Linked DNA regions of Hordeum vulgare: region 1 is linked to region 2. A link is a contact called in public Hi-C data. All regions are on one chromosome and are shown on one strand. Each heading gives the region's core, a stretch centred on a gene start, on an enhancer-like site or on the middle of the called end of the contact. The rest is flanking DNA. Distances are from core to core; before and after follow the strand shown. Region 1 has its middle 64 kb from the start of LOC123407169. Region 2 holds the start of LOC123406937.

Region 1 (5,776 bases), core at 1,300-3,799, 520 kb before region 2:
GACTCAGACTAGGATTGGTGGTGGATATGTGGTGGTGATATATGGCAGCAAGGATGATGGTGGCTTGGTGGTGGTATATGACAGTAGCGATGATGGCAGCGTGGTGGTGGTATATGGCAGCGATGAAAGATGGCGCGATGGTGATATGACAACCTGTGAACATAACTGGAAACTCTAAAAGACTAGAAACTAAGACCAGCAACTCGATACGACGATGCAACCGCAAATTCAACAAAGCAAAATACTGAAAAGACTATGCAAAGGCTCAGATTAGTTCGGATATGATGATCTAACCCTAATTTTTTTGTGGCATCTCCGTGGACTATAGGTATGAAGAAAACATGCGATCTAACTACGAAAAACTGGTAAAATCTCACCTAGCAACCTGGAAAACCGATACCACTTGATAGAGGCAAAGTTGTCTCTGTCTTTCAATGAGATGGTGGTTATCGTTCTGGTGGAGTAGACTTTGATGATCCGACTATGAATGTGTGAGGACGTCGCGCCTTAGCAATCGCTAAACCCAATCCGAGAGGTTTTTGGCCATGCCGGAGCACGATCAACCTGACCACGAGGGTCTGTTTCCTGCACGCAAATGAAGAACAAGCAAGAAACTAAGATTGTGATATGGATATTGTGAATATAAGAGGAAATCTTTATTGATGAAAGTGGCGTTATGTCATGCCTTTGTCTGGTCGTGGAACACAAACGAAGAACGCGAAGCTGCAGCTATGGCGAACTTGTAATCTAAACAAAACCCAAGTCTAAACGGCGCCCTAAGAGCTGTATATATGGGGGAATAGAGGAGGAATTTCGTGAACCCTTGGAGGAGGGGTCCGAAACTGACCCTTACTCAGTTTCCCCATACATATGGACTTTAAAAATAGCCTATAATATGGTATTTCGAAATTACATGGTCCTGGCCCAAAAATAAGGTGGCGCAACATCTATAATACCCTATGGACGAAATTTATAAAGTGGCGTCTTGAATATTTCGTCCAAGCCTTCATGCTCTCCTTATGGTGGCTTCAGAGTGCGAAAATCACAAGTGGAAGCTCCATTATTCTTTCCCGCGCGTGCACCTTCTTCTCCATGCTTGATCCCACTCCAACGGATATCCTTCTTGTCCATGCTAGGTCCTTCAATCATAAGTACAACAAAAGTATCTAACTTAGACAACATCATATGTTCATGAACATTGGAAGGATTTCCAAGAAACGAAAGTACCTGGTAATTTATTTGGCGTGCATGAGCTCTATTAACTGGTCAAGTATGTATAGCAGCTCGGGCTATGGGTGTAACAATGATATTGATATCCTCATCATTTATACAATGAACAAATGCGAAGAGCGAGAAGGAGAGTTGTTTAATATCGGCCTGCATAGAAACAGACGTGTGGCACTCGGGACATCACAGTAGGTTCCTTGACACATACGCTGGTTTAATGAAGTTAGGGAGGCAAACAAATGTCGTTTCAACGTGAAGAAAAGTGCACACAACGACGCTCTTGGTCGGCGAGTTGCTTCAATACGGCTTGAGTGAACGGTTGCGTTCGATTTGGGCTGACATGAAGGCAGACAAATGGCTTCAGACGGGAATGACATCGCTCATGACTCATGAGAAGAGGGTTTTTTGATAGGTCAAGGTTAGTGAGACACACGCGTGACAATGATCCGGATGCTCGTAAACCACCCTAACTTGTCTCTGATAATGAAAAAATACGTATGAGAACGAATCAATGTAGGACCATGTTAGATGGAACTACGGCGTGATGCACACGGTTATGGTTCGAGGATCAGGTTGGACATGTCCTTAGGTGTGACGAGGTGTCGCGTCAGTTCTGGAAACACAAGATATTTTTGAAAGGCCGGGGCATTTCCGATGTAGAAGTATTGGTCCGGTTTCGGATGGCTTCCTACGCGGCGAGTGAGCTGAACCTGGCCCGACATTCGCCCGAGGCTTAAAAAGCCACTCAGATCCCTAAGGATGATGGCCGGCTTAGAGCATCTCCAACAGCCGCATAAAAATTTCGCGTCCAATAAAAATTATAGCACGCCACCTTAGCATTTTTTTAATGCGTCGAGACCAACATTGCTTTAGCACACATCAAGAAACACGCGCCAAAAAAATACGCAGTGCAAATTGTGAAGCGCACGCAATCCGGCGCCTAAAATATGCTGTGCGCGATTGCGTTTTTCGTCGCGTGTTCAAATTTTTTTAACGGGTGTAGTATTTTACAGCAGCTATTGAAAATGTTGGACGCAAAAACAGTATTTTTAACGTGGGGAGCTTTTTTTGAACGCCCGTTGAACTTTTACCTCACCTGTACTGTACTGACGAAGTCCCACGCAATCAAGAGGGCGGTCACGGCAACTGAAGCTGGTAAGCAACATGCGGAACCTTCTTTTCCGTTCCGAGCAACGTCACGCACACGCAAGGAGAAAGTAAAGCACCGGCAGCCCAAATCCATGGAGAAACCGTAGTACTGTCCTGGAAGAAGTGAGTGGGTCGGGACGTGGCTGGGGCAGCACCAGCACGGCCTGGCAAGTGGCGTGCAGTACTGACCTGTAGCAGCTGGACACGAACGCACTGTACTTTGTCCTCCGTGACCTCGGTGGCTGGCGGGTCGCCACGGGGTCGGCATGGGCTCATTTCCATCGTCTTTCCTGGACGAACGAGACATCTCATGGCGGCGCAGCGTGGACACCACTGTCTTTTCTTTTTTGAGTCTGTGAGTGGATACAACTGTCTTTTCTTTTCTTTTTTGGTTCCTTCCTTTACGGCCCATCAACGAACTCCTAGCCCAGCATCGTGCGCCCTTTCTGCTGCTGGCCCGCTCCACCTGGGATGGCGGCGCCCACAAGAAGGGACATTTTGCTATTGGACGCTCGCTTGTTTCGCACACGCAAATGACATGTCGCCCGGCTTATATCGATCACGGTTTTGCGAAACGTTCCTTGTCCAGTTTTTACGGATTTGGGGAACTTTCTATAAGTTTTGGCGAATTATATTTTCTGTTTGCTTTTTTATATTTTCATTCATTGTTGTTTTTTCCGTTACTTTTCCCCATTTTTGAAATAGAAATTTTAAATATCTTCAATGCATTCCGAAAATTCAGCTCCAAAAAAATGTCGATATTGCAAAGAGAATTCGCATTTGTTAAAAAATGTTAACAATGTCTGAATTTTCGAAAAATCGAATTTTTGACAATTATTCTTGTTTTTAAAAACTGTTTTAGTTATTTGAAATTGTTCCTAAATTGTTGTTGTTAAAATATATGTTTAATTTATTAATGCAGAAAATACGTTTTTAGTATGTAAGCAAAAGATAGTTTTGATGCATCTCGAATATTTTGAAATAGAGGATGTATTGTTTTAATTAAATACATGGTTTGAACATTTTATAACATATAGGTTGAACATCATTTATATATTTATTTTTTCCAAATATCAAGAAGATTTGATCAAACACATTTTTTAAATGCCTCATACAATTTTTTAAATGGTATGAAATATTTTACTTTTACTATCTGCAAACGTTCTTATATAAAAAAACTAACATTTTAGTGAGCATTTATTCAAACTTACGAATATTTCTTTGCAATGCCACATAGAGTATTTTTCATGATAAAAAATATTTTCCTTACACTACACGAACATTTTATTTATATAATAATTTTTTTCATGATGAACATTTGTTTAAACACACGAGTAGAGTTTGAAATGCCATGTATTGTGTTTTTACCGGTATGAAATATTTTACTTATGTTATGTGAATGTTATATTCAAATTTATTTTTTGTTAAATTCCATGAACATTTGTTTAGACACATGAATATTTATTTGAAATGCCAAGTACAGTTTCTTAATGGTACGGAATATTTTAATTATACTAAGCAAACATTTATTTTACATACTCATACTTCTAAAATTTTGTGGATTTTTCTAAACACGTAAATATTTCTGTGAAATTCCACATACAGTTTTTAAATGGTATGTAATATTCAAATTATACTACGCAAATATATTTTGTATAATCAGTTTTCTAAAACTTCATGGATAATTGTTTAAACACATGAATATTTCTTGGGAATGCCATTTATAGTATTTTAATGGTACAGAATATTTTACTTACACTACTCAATCATTTTCTTTAACATAACCATTTAAAATAAATATGAACATTTGTTTAACGAGATGAATATTCCTTCAAAATGCCACATACTTTTTTTTTGTAATGGTACGAAATATTTTACTTCTAGTACGCCAACATTGTTTTATATAGGCACCTTTTCTATAACTTCATGAACATTGTATCAAACCCACGAATATTTCTTGAAATACCATGTACATTTTTTTGAATGGTACCGGAAATTTTACTTATACTACACGGACATTTTTGTACGTACTCATTTTTTATAATTTTGTGAACATTTTTCTAAACACGTGATTATTTTTTGAAATGCGATGTACAGTTTTTTGAATGGTATGAAATATTTTACTTATACTGCATAAACGTTCTTAATATGAACATATTTTTTGCAAATATTGTGTACATTTTTTGGAAAAGTACAACCATTATTTCAATTATATGAACATTTTTTGACATCATATAAGCAGTTTCTATAAATGACACCAGCATTTCTTTCCTATTTTGTGGACACTTTTTGAATGTCGCAAACATTGTTTTTACATGCTATGATTTTCTTTATAGTTGCATGAACATTTGTAACAGTGCACACAGTTTTTTTTTTGCTTAATTTAAGTGATTGTTGTGAAATATATGTATTTATACTATTTAAAAGATAAATAAACAAAGTAAAAAGTGAAAAACAAGAGAAAACCAGAAGCGAGAAGAAAAGAACGAATTCTCTACTGCGTCGGCCCACTAGGGGCGTGCTTTTAGGTAACATAGTCTTTTGACTTGCATAAAGCGAGATATAGGCTCGCCCGAGAAAAGGCACGCTCTTCAAAATTCTTGATCTCTCTCTGCATAGCCCTACTATTTTCTGTTTTGTCATGATTTATTCAAACCACAACACGAGTGCAACTTATAACAACTAATCACAACCTTTCGACATGTGAAGGAAAAAAGCATAATTATTGAGGTACTCATTAAGAACAAGCCCCAAATTTGGAGATTAGCTCGTTTGAGAGCAATCCAACTAGTCAAGGCCATCTATAAATGCTAATGTGGTAACAAGAAAAACATGAGACCCTGCATCGTCAAAACATGGTAACAACAAAAACATGAGACCCTGCATCGTCAAACATAGTCCAAATGAAAGAGGAGTTGGCGTGGAGCCTGTCCTAGGATCCTCGTTCATGGTAGTGGTGTCAACATGGAGACGCTTGGAAAATCAGTGACTATGGTGTTGGAACCCCGACAAGAGGAGTAAGCACTACCGGAGAGTGCTGATTAAAAAATTCACTAAATGATGGGAGTATCGCGAACAAGTGGCGAAGACGGTAAATAGGGGCACGTGAATCTTTTGGAGGCACATGGAGACAGGCTTGGTGACAGGATCACAACACAATCAACATAGATGCTCGCAGATTAACTCGATTCATTAATGAGAAATACCCTGATTTGGTAATTTGATACAAGTTTCATAGATCAACTCACTCTACCTAGCAGTTCAAGGGTTCTAGAGGTAAGCTATTACAACTTGGAGAAAATAAGATGTCCTCGTCTACACACACACACACGCACACGCACACGCACACGCACGCGCACAGCGCACGCACGCACACGCACACGTGCACACACAGAGAGAG
Region 2 (5,580 bases), core at 1,095-3,594:
ATCTGAAACTCAGTTGATTTACCTCTTTGATGAGTTCGTGCAAGTTGACCATCCCTAATTTATTATGCAGTTAACTGTTAGCAGCATTTAAAAAATGGACTGTTAGTTTTCCTGGCAGACAGGTGGTTCAAGTTTCTACTATGATTTGCACTAGCACTTTTAACTCGCAACATGAAACCCTGGTGTGTCCTAGCTTTTGAAGAATGCTTCTTATTCACTGCTATTCATCTTAGGTCCCTACCACCAGACCTCGATCACCAAAGCTTGGTCGCTCAAAGAACACAACCTCAGCAGTCACAACAGTAAGTACCAATCCTTCAAGCCGTCCAGTTCGTCTGAGCCTCGACCAAAGGGCCTCCCAAAACAGCGCCAAGACAACACCTGCTCCCAAGAAGTCCCAACGGAAATCTCTCCCCAAATTGCCATCAGAGCAGACAGGTTCTGTTGACATTGCAACTTCTATATCTTCTGCAGAACAGCTAGAAATTAGCAACTCAACTGCAGATCCCATCCTGACGCCAATCCGTGCTCAGGTTACTCCAGATGACCATGTGATCAATGAATAGAAAACAATCGAGTTCAGTCTTTCGGAAAGCTGAGAGTCATGCCTCAGCCTCCCATTTCTGCATTTTTGTTATTTGGGTAGTGAACTTCTGGCTGGTATCATGTGCTTGAATTAGTGTAATCACCTGGAGTTTGGAACATGGCAAGTAGCCAATGTACTGTTTATCTTCTCAGTTGTGTTGTGTTCAAACAGTACAAGGGAGTGGTATTATTTGTAGCTAGTAACATTTGCATATGACTACCTTGTATTTCCAGGTCGCAAGACTTCTTTTCCCCGCATGAGTTTTCCCTCATCTTCTTTACCGCAAAATTTGATGAAGTTGGTGCATCCAGTGTAATTTTGAATTTTCTTCCTTGTGCTTTTGCTGAACTGCTGGTGTTCTGACGTTTGCTGTAATTCACAAGTGGTACATACACTTACACTACATAGTACAGCAGTACATATAAAATGTTATAAGGAACGTTCTACATGTACAAGCACAGCAAAGCCTTATTAGGCTAGATATTTATCCTACGGTGCTGCAGACCCTACCAACCTTAGAAGCGTACTCTTCCAGATTCATCTTGCACACAGGTAGCTGGACTTGGGTTTATTCAGTCTACTACGAGCTGCCGCGACCGGTCCGGTGACGGCAGCGGCTTCCCGTCGCTCTTCCGAATGGAGCTTGGTTACTGGCAGCGAGACTGGACCTTCATCTAAGAGGCCGCTCTAATGGAGGATGGCTGCGCTGCCCCATAGAACGGCGGCGACGCCGCCGGCTGTCCGTCGTTGAGATCGTCCTCCTCCTCGGCGTCCCACAGGAACCCGGCGTAGGATCCCAGGACATAGCTGCAAGGGAAGCAAGAAACTGTCACGCAAACGCATGTCAAGCAAAGCAAGTGGCGCCGTGGCGCTCTGAGCTAGTGAGCTGGGTCACTGACCAGTCGTCGGGCGCGGCCTGGACGGCGCAGCTGTAGTAAGCGTCGGCGCGCTCGGCGTCGCGGCTGGTCTCCCAGACGAGGCCCGCGTACATGGCCAGGGCGTCGCCGTCGCCGGGGTTGGCGACGATGGCGCGCTCGCAGTACTCCTGCGCCCTCGCCGCGTCCCCCTGCACCTCCTTGAGGAACCTGGCGTAGTTCCCCAGCGGCAGCGAGTTGCCCGGGTTGGCCCTGATCATCCGCCGGTAGTGCGCGTCAGTGGCGCCGCGTTCACGGCCGTCGCCGTCGCCGTCCCCTCCGCGGCCGCCCTGCCAGCCGCCGCACACCCTCCCGCGCCCGCCGCCTCCCCCGACGCCCTCGAGGAGTGCCAGGGCTCCGCCGGCGCCGGCCTCCTCCTCGTAGTCGTCCCGCCCCACGGCCGCGTCCAGCCCCGCGCTCGTCAGCAGCCGGCGCAGCGGCAGGGCCGCCACCCCGACCACGTCCTCGTCCTCCTCCTGCGCCCCCTCCTCGCCCAACTCCTCGAGGAAGGCGGAGGCGGGCGAGCTCCTCGCGGCCGGGAGCTGCACCGGCGCCAGCAGATCGGCCTCGGACAATGCGCGGCACAGCGCCCCCTGCTGCCTCGGCCCCTGGTGCCCCGCCGGCGACGCCACCGCGAGGTGGCCGTGCCCCAGTACATGCTCCCCCGTCGGCACGCGCGCCGCGTTGAGCAGCGGCGAGGACGCGCTCCGCAGCAGCATCGTTCCCGGTTTCTCGCTCACCCCGCAGAGAGAGAGAGAGAGAGAGAGGAAAATATCTCAGGCGGACTGGCAGTGTACGGGCAAGTGCGTGGCGTCACTGACTGACTGACACTGCGGGCACGGCTGGCGCGCGAATATATAAGTCCGGCGGCCGGGCCAATGGGGCACGTGATGAACGCCGACGTGTAGGGCCTCGACTGGGCGCGGCGGGCCCGCGGTGGTTGCGGCCGCGGCGGGGGGCGGGCCCGGTGGGGAGCGACGGACGGACGGTATGAGCTCCCGGGCTAGGCGACACAAAACCGGGGGTGGTGGGGTGGGCGAGCGCGACGGCCCACGGCGTAACCCGCGGCTGGCTGCTCCGGTGACTTTGGTTTGTGGGCAGCGGTGACTGCGGACGTCCGTCCAGCTTGGCCTGTGGCTGTGAGGTGAGAGTGGAACCGGGTAGCATGCGGACGGCAGGGGACCGGCGGTTATATGTGGCGCGAAGGAACGTAGCGCTTGCCTATCATCGGCAAGGGAAAGATCCAACTATCCAAAGGTTTTGGGGCGCAAAATCTTGCCTTGGAGCGTAGGGGCGGGCCGTGATGGGTTGTGTTGTGCAGTTGCGTAGCCCAGACCGCGAGGGAGTACGACGCCACATTACATACCGTTGTGGATTGTCCATTCATGGACTCGCTTGAAATTGTGGTAAACCCTAGCCGTATGTGGAAGGACGGGCATTCAACAGTTATTGTCTCCAAATCGGTTCATGTATTTATTTATTTTTGCGAAATAAATCAGTTCATGTATAAGCTAGTACTTCCTCTGTTCCAAAATAACTGTCTCAACTTGTACTTTGTACAAGAGCTAGTACAAAGTTGTACTAAACTTAAGACACTTATTTTAGGACGGAGGGAGTACAAACTAGGCGGCTGCCACGAATCAGCCGAATGATTTTCTAGAGAAATCATTCGCCTAGCCAGCCGCTCGATTAGCCGCATATGATCCGTCCGATCACAACAACTCTCTTCTTCTCCTCTGTCTTGCATCTGTTGAATATATATGTGCATTGTGTTATTAGACATTCCTCCTAGTTCTTTGTATAGTTGAGGTAGAGGCCCATCTTGTACCTATATATACGTGTCTAGTGCATCCAATCAACATTGAGTGTTGCACAACCCTAAACCTAATCCTCTATGGTATAAGTTTCCTCCACGATTCCGACCTAGTCGTCACCGTCGCGCCATCTCTAGCGCAGCCGCCGCCGCCGCTACAGCCGCTACAACCGCCGTCGCCGCGCCCTCTCACGCGCCGCCGCCGCGCCATCTCCAGCTCCGTCGTCGTCGCCGGTGCCACAGCCGCCGTCGTCGTCGCCGCGCCATCTTGAGCACCGCCACCGCTGTCGCCGCATTACCTCTCCATCGCTTCCCCCCCCCCCCCCCCCCAAAACCCTTCATCCCCCGACACCACCATGGTCTTTCCGCGTTCCTCACTCTCCTCCGGCAGCAATCCGTTTGCCGGCTCCGACATCACCCTTGTTCGCGATCTCAATATCTTCGACCGCGTCCTGGTGGTCCTTGACCAGTCCACCGGATCCTACTTAGCCTCGAAGAGGTACTTCTCCCTGGTGTTCCGCGAGTACCTTCTTCACGGCCACATCAATGGCTTCGTGGACTCGTCCCTCATGGTGAACGACGAGGACTGGATGATCCTCGACGCCACCATCATCCGCTGGTTCTACCTCACCATCTCCAAGCTCAACAACCTTTTCACCTACAACAAACTCCAGCGCAAGGTCCTCCTCCATGGCGAGTTTTATGGGTGCCAGTAGCTTGATTCATCCATTGATGATTTCTGCATGCGCCTCAAAAAGCTTGCCGACGAGCTCCGCGATCTTGCCGAGACGATCAGTGACGAGCTCCTCATCAGCACCCTCACAGCCGGCCTCAACGATGACTTCGGGAACGCCGCCTCCAACCTAACTCTTCTCCCGAAGCCGACCTTCGCCAAGGTAGTGGCGTACCTCAAGCTTGAGGAACGCCGCTTGAAGATGACGCAGATTCGAGCCATGCATACGGATCTCACCACCGCCACTCGCGGTGGACCTGCCCCCCTGCGGCCGGCTCCCCCGCAGTCGGCCTTCCAGCAGCTGGCTGCCCTTCCGCCGCCGCAGCCGGCCGAGTCTGGGAACGGCCGCTGTCGCGGTGGTCGGCGCGGTGGGCGTTAGCAGCAGTCGAACGACGCTCCGGGTGGCGCGCCTCGCCCTCCACAGCAGCAACCGGCTCCATGGTACTTCGGGCAGAATCCGTGGACCAGCGTGGTCCAGGCTTACTCCATGTCGGTTCCCCATGCTCCTGCTCCCAGTCTCCTCGGACCCCGGACGTCGTCGCATGAGTCGTTCTACGCCACACCCTAGCCGTACATAGCGCCGTATGACCCTCTCTCACTCGGCCAGCCGGCCCAGTCTAGAGGGCAGCCGACGCAGTCCGACGGGCTTCCACCGTCCCCCTGGGAGCCGTCCCTGCTTGCATCGCTGCACTCCGCCCCGACACCGACAAACTATGATGGCGGTGGTGACTGGTATATGGATACCGGTGCTACGGCCCACATGGCTGCTCATCCTAGTATTCTCCACACCTCTTATCCCGTCATCACCTCTACTCGCATCACCGTTGGTCATGGTTCTTCTCTACCCATCACTCATATAGGACATGCCTCTTTTCCCTCTTCCTCCACACCCCTCTCTTTATCCAACATCTTAGTCTCTCCTGACCTTATCAAAAACCTTGTTTCCGTTCGCTACTTTACACGTGAAAATTCTGTTATTGTTGAATTTGACATGTTTGGTTTCTCTGTCGAGGACACCTGTACCCGGATGGTGCTTCACCGATGTGACAGTCCTGAAGATCTCTACCCAGTCGTCTCCACTGCCTCCTCCACCTCCGCCGCTCCTGTCGCTCTCGCCACCGAGGTGGACCTTTGGCACGCTCGCTTGGGTCATCTAAACCCAGCCACTCTTCGTCATATTCTTTGCAGTTTTTCTTTCACATGTAATAAGAACGAGAATGACTCTTGCCACGCTTGTCGCCTCGGCAAACATACTCGTCTCCCTTTTTCTGCTTCTTATCATGTTGCTTCATAACCCTTTGAGTTAATTCATAGCGATGTGTGGACCTCTCCTGTTGCAAGTAATACGGGCTACTCGTACTATCTTGTCATTCTCGATGATTTTTCGCACTATGTCTGGACCTTTCCATTGCGGCGCATGTCCAATGCCATCACCATCCTTGCTGCGTTTTACTCCTACGTCTGTACGCAGTTTGGGCGTCCCATTCTTGCATTCCAAACAGACAATGGGAAGGAGTTCGACAACCTGGCTGTT

Evidence for each region. A called contact is a pair of places that touch in the nucleus more often than the background predicts.
Region 1: a Hi-C map of leaf shows a contact between it and region 2, with 5 times the contacts expected there. The contact joins the enhancer-like site here to the promoter of LOC123406937 in region 2. A contact is called at or near these places in 2 of 6 Hi-C or Micro-C datasets (leaf and seedling).

The regions. Positions count from the first base shown.
Region 1 is chr7H:529,155,579-529,161,354 of MorexV3_pseudomolecules_assembly, reverse strand. No RefSeq gene overlaps it. Among protein-coding and RNA genes, the nearest start is that of LOC123407169, 64 kb to the right of the region's middle. Within about 2 kb of position 2,549, at least 3 of the 3 cell types and tissues checked have open chromatin away from gene starts, as enhancers often do. A contact at or near this core is called in leaf and seedling, where this site is marked.
Region 2 is chr7H:528,633,134-528,638,713 of MorexV3_pseudomolecules_assembly, reverse strand. LOC123406937 reads right to left here and starts at 2,344. Exons shown (of 2, transcript XM_045099952.1): 1 at 1,486-2,344; 2 at 995-1,393. The coding sequence starts at 2,219. The coding sequence ends at 1,261. LOC123406935 (protein WVD2-like 5) reads left to right here. Exons shown (of 8, transcript XM_045099951.1): 8 at 234-843. The coding sequence ends at 566.